2 separate regions of the Zea mays genome follow, and region 2 is linked to region 1. A link is a contact called in public Hi-C data. All regions are on one chromosome and are shown on one strand. Each heading gives the region's core, a stretch centred on a gene start, on an enhancer-like site or on the middle of the called end of the contact. The rest is flanking DNA. Distances are from core to core; before and after follow the strand shown.

Evidence for each region. A called contact is a pair of places that touch in the nucleus more often than the background predicts.
Region 2: a contact with region 1 is called in a Hi-C map of leaf, with 6 times the contacts expected there. The contact joins the promoter of LOC100383793 here to the promoter of LOC100381708 in region 1. A contact is called at or near these places in 3 of 25 Hi-C or Micro-C datasets (ear and leaf).

The regions. Positions count from the first base shown.
Region 1 is chr4:203,221,725-203,225,931 of Zm-B73-REFERENCE-NAM-5.0, forward strand. LOC100381708 reads left to right here and starts at 1,667. Exons shown (of 17, transcript NM_001361524.1): 1 at 1,667-2,115; 2 at 2,574-2,627; 3 at 2,742-2,895; 4 at 3,489-3,563; 5 at 3,864-4,141. The coding sequence starts at 1,711.
Region 2 is chr4:203,486,747-203,490,616 of Zm-B73-REFERENCE-NAM-5.0, forward strand. It overlaps LOC100383793, which reads right to left and starts at 2,376. Exons shown (of 19, transcript NM_001318377.1): 1 at 2,013-2,376; 2 at 1,756-1,829; 3 at 1,542-1,667; 4 at 1,356-1,449; 5 at 1,137-1,220; 6 at 872-1,015; 7 at 680-796; 8 at 542-586; 9 at 371-445; 10 at 135-239; 11 at 1-49. The coding sequence starts at 2,267. LOC100284035 reads right to left here. Exons shown (of 6, transcript NM_001156933.2): 5 at 3,690-3,870; 6 at 3,251-3,548. The coding sequence ends at 3,458.

The DNA of each region.
Region 1 (4,207 bases), core at 417-2,916:
TTTGGTTTAGGGAATGAAAACGAACGGGAACAGTAGAAAAAAACTCCCTCTTTCATTTCGGTTACCATATTTTCTTAGAACCAGCCGGCCGGTCTTCTCAGCCCTCAGCTGTAAACTGTCGTGGGCGATGGTGGGCCTAGGAGCTCGCAGGAGGTTCTTTTGAGTTGAATTTCTCCATCAATATGTGCTAAATTATCTTTCATATATCAAGTGATGAAGCTACAATATATTCTCCTGACTACGGGATATAAACGGGATTATCTCGATCAAATATGGTCAAATATGGTTGGAAAATACCCTCAGGCCCTGTTCGGTTGTTCCGGATTGGAGCACCGGATTAATTTCTAGTCAGATTACTTCTCTAATTTATATAAATTTTGATGAGCTGGAATGAATCCTGGCTTATTCCAGTATAACCGAACGGGCTCTCAACTGTTTCCGCTTCCGCTCCTGACTCATACCACAGCTAGTCTCATACTCTCATGGGCTCAATATTATAGCAAAGAATTACACAAAGCTTGTGCAATAAAATTAAGATAATAACGATGATCTGAACAATGATAATGATATCCTTGGTTGTGCAATAAACTTGATGTACTTGCAGTGAACAGGGCATTCTTCCTCTGTCTTGTAACCTTAATACCAGGCTCCTTTGACTTGCGCATGCCATTCTTTCACACCAGTTTGGCGAACATATCGATATTGCTTATTCTAACCACAAATTCTTTTTCAAATCAACATGTTGAGATCGGATGCCCGCGTGCGTGTAAGCATTATCGATACAATTTTTTGGTGGTGGTAGCAGTACATTTTATTATTTAAATCGAAATTTTAAATAAATGGTTTGAAATAAGACACGTTCAGTGGCACTTAGCGCTACGACTAGGGCTGGGAATTGGGCTGGGCTAGTCCGGTCCAAGCCCATCGTGCTTCGTGCCAAACGGGTTTGGGCCAGAAAAGTCCAAAAAACTTTTGGGTCGTGTCGTGCCAGCCCGAAGTGTAAAAAAAGTGGTCCAGCCCGTCCTAAACCACGTCGTGCCTTCATCGTGCCGGTGCCGACCCAAGCCCGACCCGTATATTTGACCACATAAAATCAGAATATTACAGCCATGTAAAGTTATAACTTACTAAATTAAAGATATTAAACAATTCTAGCATCATTTAACCACACAAACTCCAAATATAACAATAATATAAAGTCGATACCTTACTAAATTAAAAAAATTAAACATATTAGGCTTAATTGGGCCGTGTCAGACTAAGCTCGACCCATCTATGCGGGTCGTGCCGGGGTCTCGACGGGCTGAAATTTGAGGTCTGGCTCAGACCCGGCTTCGGATCATGCTAGTTCAAACCATATTATTTCATATCGGGTCATATTTTAGGCTCTTATTTTCGAGTCATGCTCGTGCTAGATCGAAAAGTCTTTCCCATGTTCCCAGCACTGGCTACGACAGCTGACGTTCCCGTTGGGCAGCAGAACTGCAGTGCACGCACCAACCCAATCCACCCCCCCTCGGCCCACGGCGGCACCACTACACCAGTCAGTCACCAGACCACTCTGCCGTCGCCGCCTACCTCGGCAACAGTCAGGACTTAGGACGCAACTCATCCCCGCCGCGAGCAACGCCAATGCTCCGACCGCTACACGCTACAGCCGCCGCCACCGCTAGCTAGGCCCAGCCGCCTCCTCCCTTCCCCTCCACGACGATGGACCCGACCACGCCCGTCCTTGCGCTCTCCAAGGCCTTCGCCTCCTCCCGCACCAAGCCCTTCCTCCTCCTCGCCCCGCACCGCCGCCGCTCCCTCTTCGCCGCCCGCGCGTCTGCCCCCTCCTCGTCCTCCGTGCCGGGCGACCTCCTCATCTCGCTCGCGCGGCTCGCGCTCCGCGGCCCCGGACCCCCCGCGGCGCCTCGGCGGTGGTTCGCGAGTGTCTCTTCTGCCTCGCCTCTCGCCTCGGGTGGTCCGCCCCGCGGCGGAGGCGGTCGGGGGAACGGTGATGGTGACGGCGGTGGTGGTGGCGACGGCTGGAAGCGCCCGCGCGCTTCCCAGGGAGCGGGTGTGGTGGAGGAAGCGGCAGCGCAGGGAGCCGATGTCATCGTCCTTGACGTTGGGGTATGGCTATTCCTGTAGCTGTAGTACGACGAGTAGACACTGACCACCTTCCGCTCTTAAACAAAATACCATATCATGTGTGGCATAGAAGGATCTTTTTACAACTTTTTGAATACTTGGCTACACGGATTGTTACTTTACCCACTTGTAACAGTTTTTTCATATTTAGAATTCGGATTGCCATAACATAACAAACATTCTCATACAATCATGAATCAGCAAACAAACCACTAATGCTACTGGTGGTAGAACCTGCTGGATTATCTCTTGTGTCAACAACCCATCTAAACAGCATCGTTTCTGGGACAATCACTAGAACCTCCAACCAACTAGTGTTTGTTCTGGGAAAAAAAACCCTATAAGTTATCATTTGCATGCATGTTTGTCCTTACATGCTACAGTTTCTGACCACCTTGTAATCTGTAGCTGTATTAGCCACTTGATTAGCTTCGTTGCAGGGAATGTCGTGTGGTGGATGCGCAGCAAGCGTGAAACGTATTCTGGAGAGTGAGGTAAGCTAAGTTAGATCAGCATGCCTTAGATGTAGAGCTTTTGGCCAAAGTGCTTGTTAGCTCTCTACTGTTTCTAGTAGTGTTTGTAACTCTGTATGTGCTTGGATTTTTCAGCCCCAGGTACGGTCAGCAACTGTTAACCTTGCCACTGAGATGGCAGTCGTCTGGGCAGTGCCCGAGGATAGTGTTGTTCAGGATTGGAAGGAGCAGCTGGGTGAGAAGCTTGCCAATCAGTTGACGACATGTGGCTATAAATCCAATCTTCGAGGTAAACGCTGCAATAATTGCTCAAGTACTGTCAAAGGGCTAAACTTGCACATTTTAGTTGGGAGTGATGGGGCAGTTGAATAATGGATACATTGTTAGTTTGGAACTTCGAATAAAGAGCTAAAATAATGGATGTTTTTTTAACACTGCTCCCTCGTGTCCCTGGGTGCACTGTAATTTTTAACCTGTACTTACGCTCTTTTCCTATCTTAATTGAAAGGCAGAGCTCCATTTTGTTTCAAAAAAAATAAAGAACTAAAATAATACCTTTTCTTTTCAATAGAAAATGTCGACGACCATAACTCAAATAGTTAAATCTCTTAACCAACTGGATGTTCTTCTGGATATTTTAAATGGAAAGATGAAGCAGTGCTTTAGAATTCATGTTGCTTATCAGTCAATCTTGTCTTGAGAGTTGAGATAAATGAATGCAAAGTCTTCTTTGCTCACATGGTACACTTGAGCACAGACAACATGTTGCAAATATATAATATCCACTTTCCCCTTCTGTCAAATATGAAACCCCCTCCAAAATTTTGCTGCTGCTTGTATGTTCAGTCCTCATGCTCATGCAAATGTCTATTTGATCTGCAGATTCTTCAAAGGTTGGTTCACAAACAGTTTTCGAAAGAAAGATGCAAGACAAACTTGAACAGCTGAAACAAAGTGGTAATTTTTTTTTTGTTGACACAAGTAACCATCAGCTTACAAGCTTCTCCCAATCCATGATGTTTTTAAAAGGAAAATTTGCAAACATGCCACTGTTCACTAGTCGTTACCCCTGTTTGCTATTTTACCATGGCATGTCTCAATGACAAGCGGGCCCTGGTGCCAGCTGCCATTGAGACATCCAGCAGTGCAAAAACAGAAAACTGGGGTTTGGCCCATTGGTATGTTTGCAAACTCCCATTTTTTATTATACAGAGTGTTAACTTAATTGCTGACATGATGCCCTGATTATTCTTCTAGGTAGAGAACTTGCTGTATCATGGGCATTATGTGCGGTTTGCCTTGTGGGACACATTTCTCACCTTTTTGGAGTTAATATGCCACTGATGCACGTCATTCATTCCACTGGATTTCATTTGTCTCTGTCAATATTTACATTTGTCGGTCCTGGTCGAAGACTAATACTTGATGGCCTAAAGAGTCTGTTGAAGGGGTCTCCGAACATGAATACGCTGGTTGGTTTAGGTGCTTTGTCATCCTTTGCAGTCAGCTCAATTGCAGCCTTCATTCCGAAGCTGGTAGCTCCTACTCTATTTTTCCAAAAGATTTTTTTTGGTTTGTTGCATGCTTTGCAGATATTGTTG
Region 2 (3,870 bases), core at 1,126-3,625, 270 kb after region 1:
GAGGCGCCATGCCCGGAACATAAAGAACACTCCTGAATTCCACCTCACCCTGTTAATAGAAAAGATCAAGTTATTGGCTATACACAATGTGTGCGAATGTAAGTTTCACATAGTTATTTAATGAATTCGCATACCTCAGTTGTGAAGTGAGTGTGAGCAAGAGGGTCCAAAAACTCATTGAATGTCTTCTTATAGAACTCATTGTATTCGGTGTTCTCAATTTCCTTTGGATTTCTCATCTGCATGGAGGGAATAGAAATCAACTATCTGTTCTCTTCATTAGCCCTTACTCGCTTCAGAGTGATCACAAGTACCAGAAGGGTGATGTTCTAAGTATGAAACAAACAGGCAATTGTAACTCCAGACTTACCCATATGGGTTTTGTCTCATTGGCTAGTTCCCAATCCCAATATTTCTCTGTAATAGTCTTCTTCTTTTTCTCACCCTGTATGTCAAAGTATGCCTAATCAGTTGCAAAAGAAGCAAGATTCTACAAACATAAGAAAACTAGGGGTCCTGGATTCATTCAGAAAAAACTAACCTTTGTTGCCTCTTCAACTTCTTTCGGCTCTTCATCCTCTTCAACCTGACAATCAACGGGCGATTAGATCAATTCATTCATAGATCAAAACTACTTGTATAGTCAAGAGAATAAGCAAGAGCTTTGTCAAGACCCTACCTCAACAGTTCTTGATTTCTCCTGCCATGTGTATATGGGGAAAGACACAAACTGAGAGTAATTTTTTACTAAGCCTTGAATCCTTGAAGGGTCCGCAAACTCGTACTTATCATCAGGCTATAGAAGACATATTAATGCAAGGTTGCCATAAAAAAACATTTCATGACATCTCAGATGAACATAGCAACATACTCTTAGAAACAGGGTAATCTGAGTTCCACGTGTAAGCATTTTCTCAGGATCAGTCTCTTCCTTTATGACATAAGAGCTACTGTCAGCCACAGCTTCCCACACATACTGTTTATCTGATTTTGGGCTCTTGGTGGACACCACAACCTGCAATGCAGATTTGACAAAATGTCAACTTAAATAATGATCTAAGCCGATGCAAAACAAGTAAGAGTTCATTCCACGTTAAATTATTTAAGAACAAAATCATGCAAGAAATATCTCAAACCTTCTCTGCAACAAGAAAAGCTGAGTAAAATCCAACACCAAACTGACCAATTAGACCATTGTCCGCCCCAAGGTCTTTGTTTTCCTGAAGAGTAACCCATTTCACATTAGGGAAAAAAGACAATGAGACAATCACATAGACACTACATCATTTAAACCCTAACCATGTGCCATACTCATAGATGTATGCACAGTTGTCAAGGAAGGTATGAAGCTGCACCTTGAGGGCCTTCAGAAATTTTGAGGTACCACTCTGAGCAATGGTACCAAGGCAGTCCTTGAGCTCATCTTTAGTCATACCAACACCAGTGTCACTGTTGAAACCCCAATAGCCACCAGAAAACCATGCCATTAGAGTCTGTTCACAGAACACCAACATATAGTTCTGTCAGAAACAGGAACTTACGTGATAGTAATCGTTCCAGCATCAAGGTCAGGCTTAATTCTTATTTCTAGCTCGCCGCCATCAGCAAGCAAAGAAGAATCAGTGACGCCGAGGAACCTCAGCTTATCCAGCGCATCACTCGCATTGCTGGTAGAGCAGCAGGTAAGTAGCATCCATGAGTAATGGCATGTAATGAATTGCCATAGATTTCCAGGTTCCAGCAAGAGGTACTAACCTAACAAGCTCCCGGAGAAATACCTCCTTATGACTGTACAGACTATGGACGATCAAGTCCATTAAGCGGCTCACCTATAAGGTAGAACAGAAACAAAGATAAATGTATCAGTAACCAGTGGTGGCACACAATCAAACTCGGTCATACAGTTTTGGCAACATTTCGGCTGAACTACACTAACTACAAATGGAAGACGGTGCCAAATTAAAAGTTCCATCTGAAATAACAGATATATATGGATCGTGGCCATGTCTCACCTCCGCCTGGTACTCGAACTTCTCCCCAGCCGCCTCCTCCCCGGCGGGCTTCTCCACGACGGCCGCATCGCACCTCACCCTGAGCAACCTCCCCCTGCTTCTGTGGGCGTCCCACCTGAGCCCTCTGGAGCACCTCACCACCCCGCTCCCGCGCGGCGCAACCGAGCTCGCGGCGGACGGCGCCCTCCTCCCCGCGCAGGGCCGCAGCGCCGCCACCGACGACGCGCCCAGAGTCCCGCTCAGCGCCGGAGCCATGGGATGGGAGACAGTGACCGCTCACACCACGAGCTTGCGCGCCAACGTTCGTGGAAACGTGGAGAGGGAGCAGAGGATAAGGGAAGGGGTTAGGGTTTTCGTAGTAAGCTGTGGGAGGCCGGCGGGCTCAACAGGAGGAAGGAGATGAGATAGAGGCGCGGCCGAAGCTTCTAGGAGCAGTCGATCGGGCCCGAACACTACTGTCACTGAGTCACTGTGAGTCTGTGATTGTGAGCCGGGCCTCTTTCTTCTGGTTTCATAGGCCCAAACAGGCTTCTTTCTTTCATAGTAGCGAGATAGATTTTGATGTTTAACGTTCAATTCGCATGCCTTTTAAAATTTGACATTCAATTTATAAGTCTTTCAAAATTTGACATCTCTTTCACAATAACATACTATGAATCCTTTATATGTGGGCTAGAGTGTCAAATCATGAAATTTCTTCAAAGCTACAGCCCGTCCAAAAAAAATATGCACTCACTTTTGAGTTTTGAGGGCATTAGAATATTTTTAAGTACATATATAAAAAGGTACTAATATCTAGATCTAACGGACCAAGAGACCTGCTTGCACGATTGTACCTAATGGCTGCTTGCATATTAGTCGTTGTCGTATTTAATATAATTAGATTCCTGCCTGTGCACTGCCTGCGCAGCATCAGACCCCGCCCGTATCTACCACACCGCGTAAAAAATAGTGCAGAGCACTCAAACCCACACCCTTCCTGATCCAGAAACTTGGGACTAATCAGGATACCACACATACCTTATTATTTAGAAATAAACAATAATGTATTTGAATACATATTTCAATACTTGTTTATATAATATATAACAACCGTAGTAAAGCATGGTCAACTAGCTACTAAATTTATATGTATAAACATTAATAAGATTTAACATTTCGACGAATGTTACGTTTTTTTAGAAAGGAGGGAGTATTTTTCTTGCTGATAACAGGTTCAGCAGTCCCTGTCCGGACAGACCACAACGCTGTGTACGTGTGTTTACAAGCAACATAACATATACATGTGTAACAGAATCAGAAGCTGACATATATTTCTCTTTGCTCTGTTCGTGAACATCTTATGATTAACATTGCCATCACGCAGCTGTAGTTTTCTTTGTATCTAAAGCAGCAAGGGAAAAGAAAAATACTGACTCTGACAGCAACCAGAATTCCTTTTCCACTCAACTACCTCTGGAAAGCTCAGTGCTATCAGGAGGCTCTTTGAAGCAGTCGACATTGCACAAACCCATTGCTCTAATCTTCTCTCCGATCCTGCACAAGAATGATGAGAAGAAATAACAAAATCTGTATCACATTTCCGACATTTTAATTAAACTTGATGAAAGAGGAGAAAAAGAATCATTGACGGGGCTGGATTTTTCATCATCTCAGAAACTGGTGTGCAGAACAAACCTGTCGAAGCTTTTCCTTGGCTTTTCCGGCTGCTCGTGTTCGAGGATGCTGTCGAAGCAGTCGACGCTTCTCCTCGATCTCTCTCTCCTGTCTGTGCTGGACCTCGCCTTCTCCCTGTGGCCCGTGCTTCGCCTGCGCTTATCCGTGTGCTCGCTGCTCGGCCTAGGCTTTGCTTCATGGA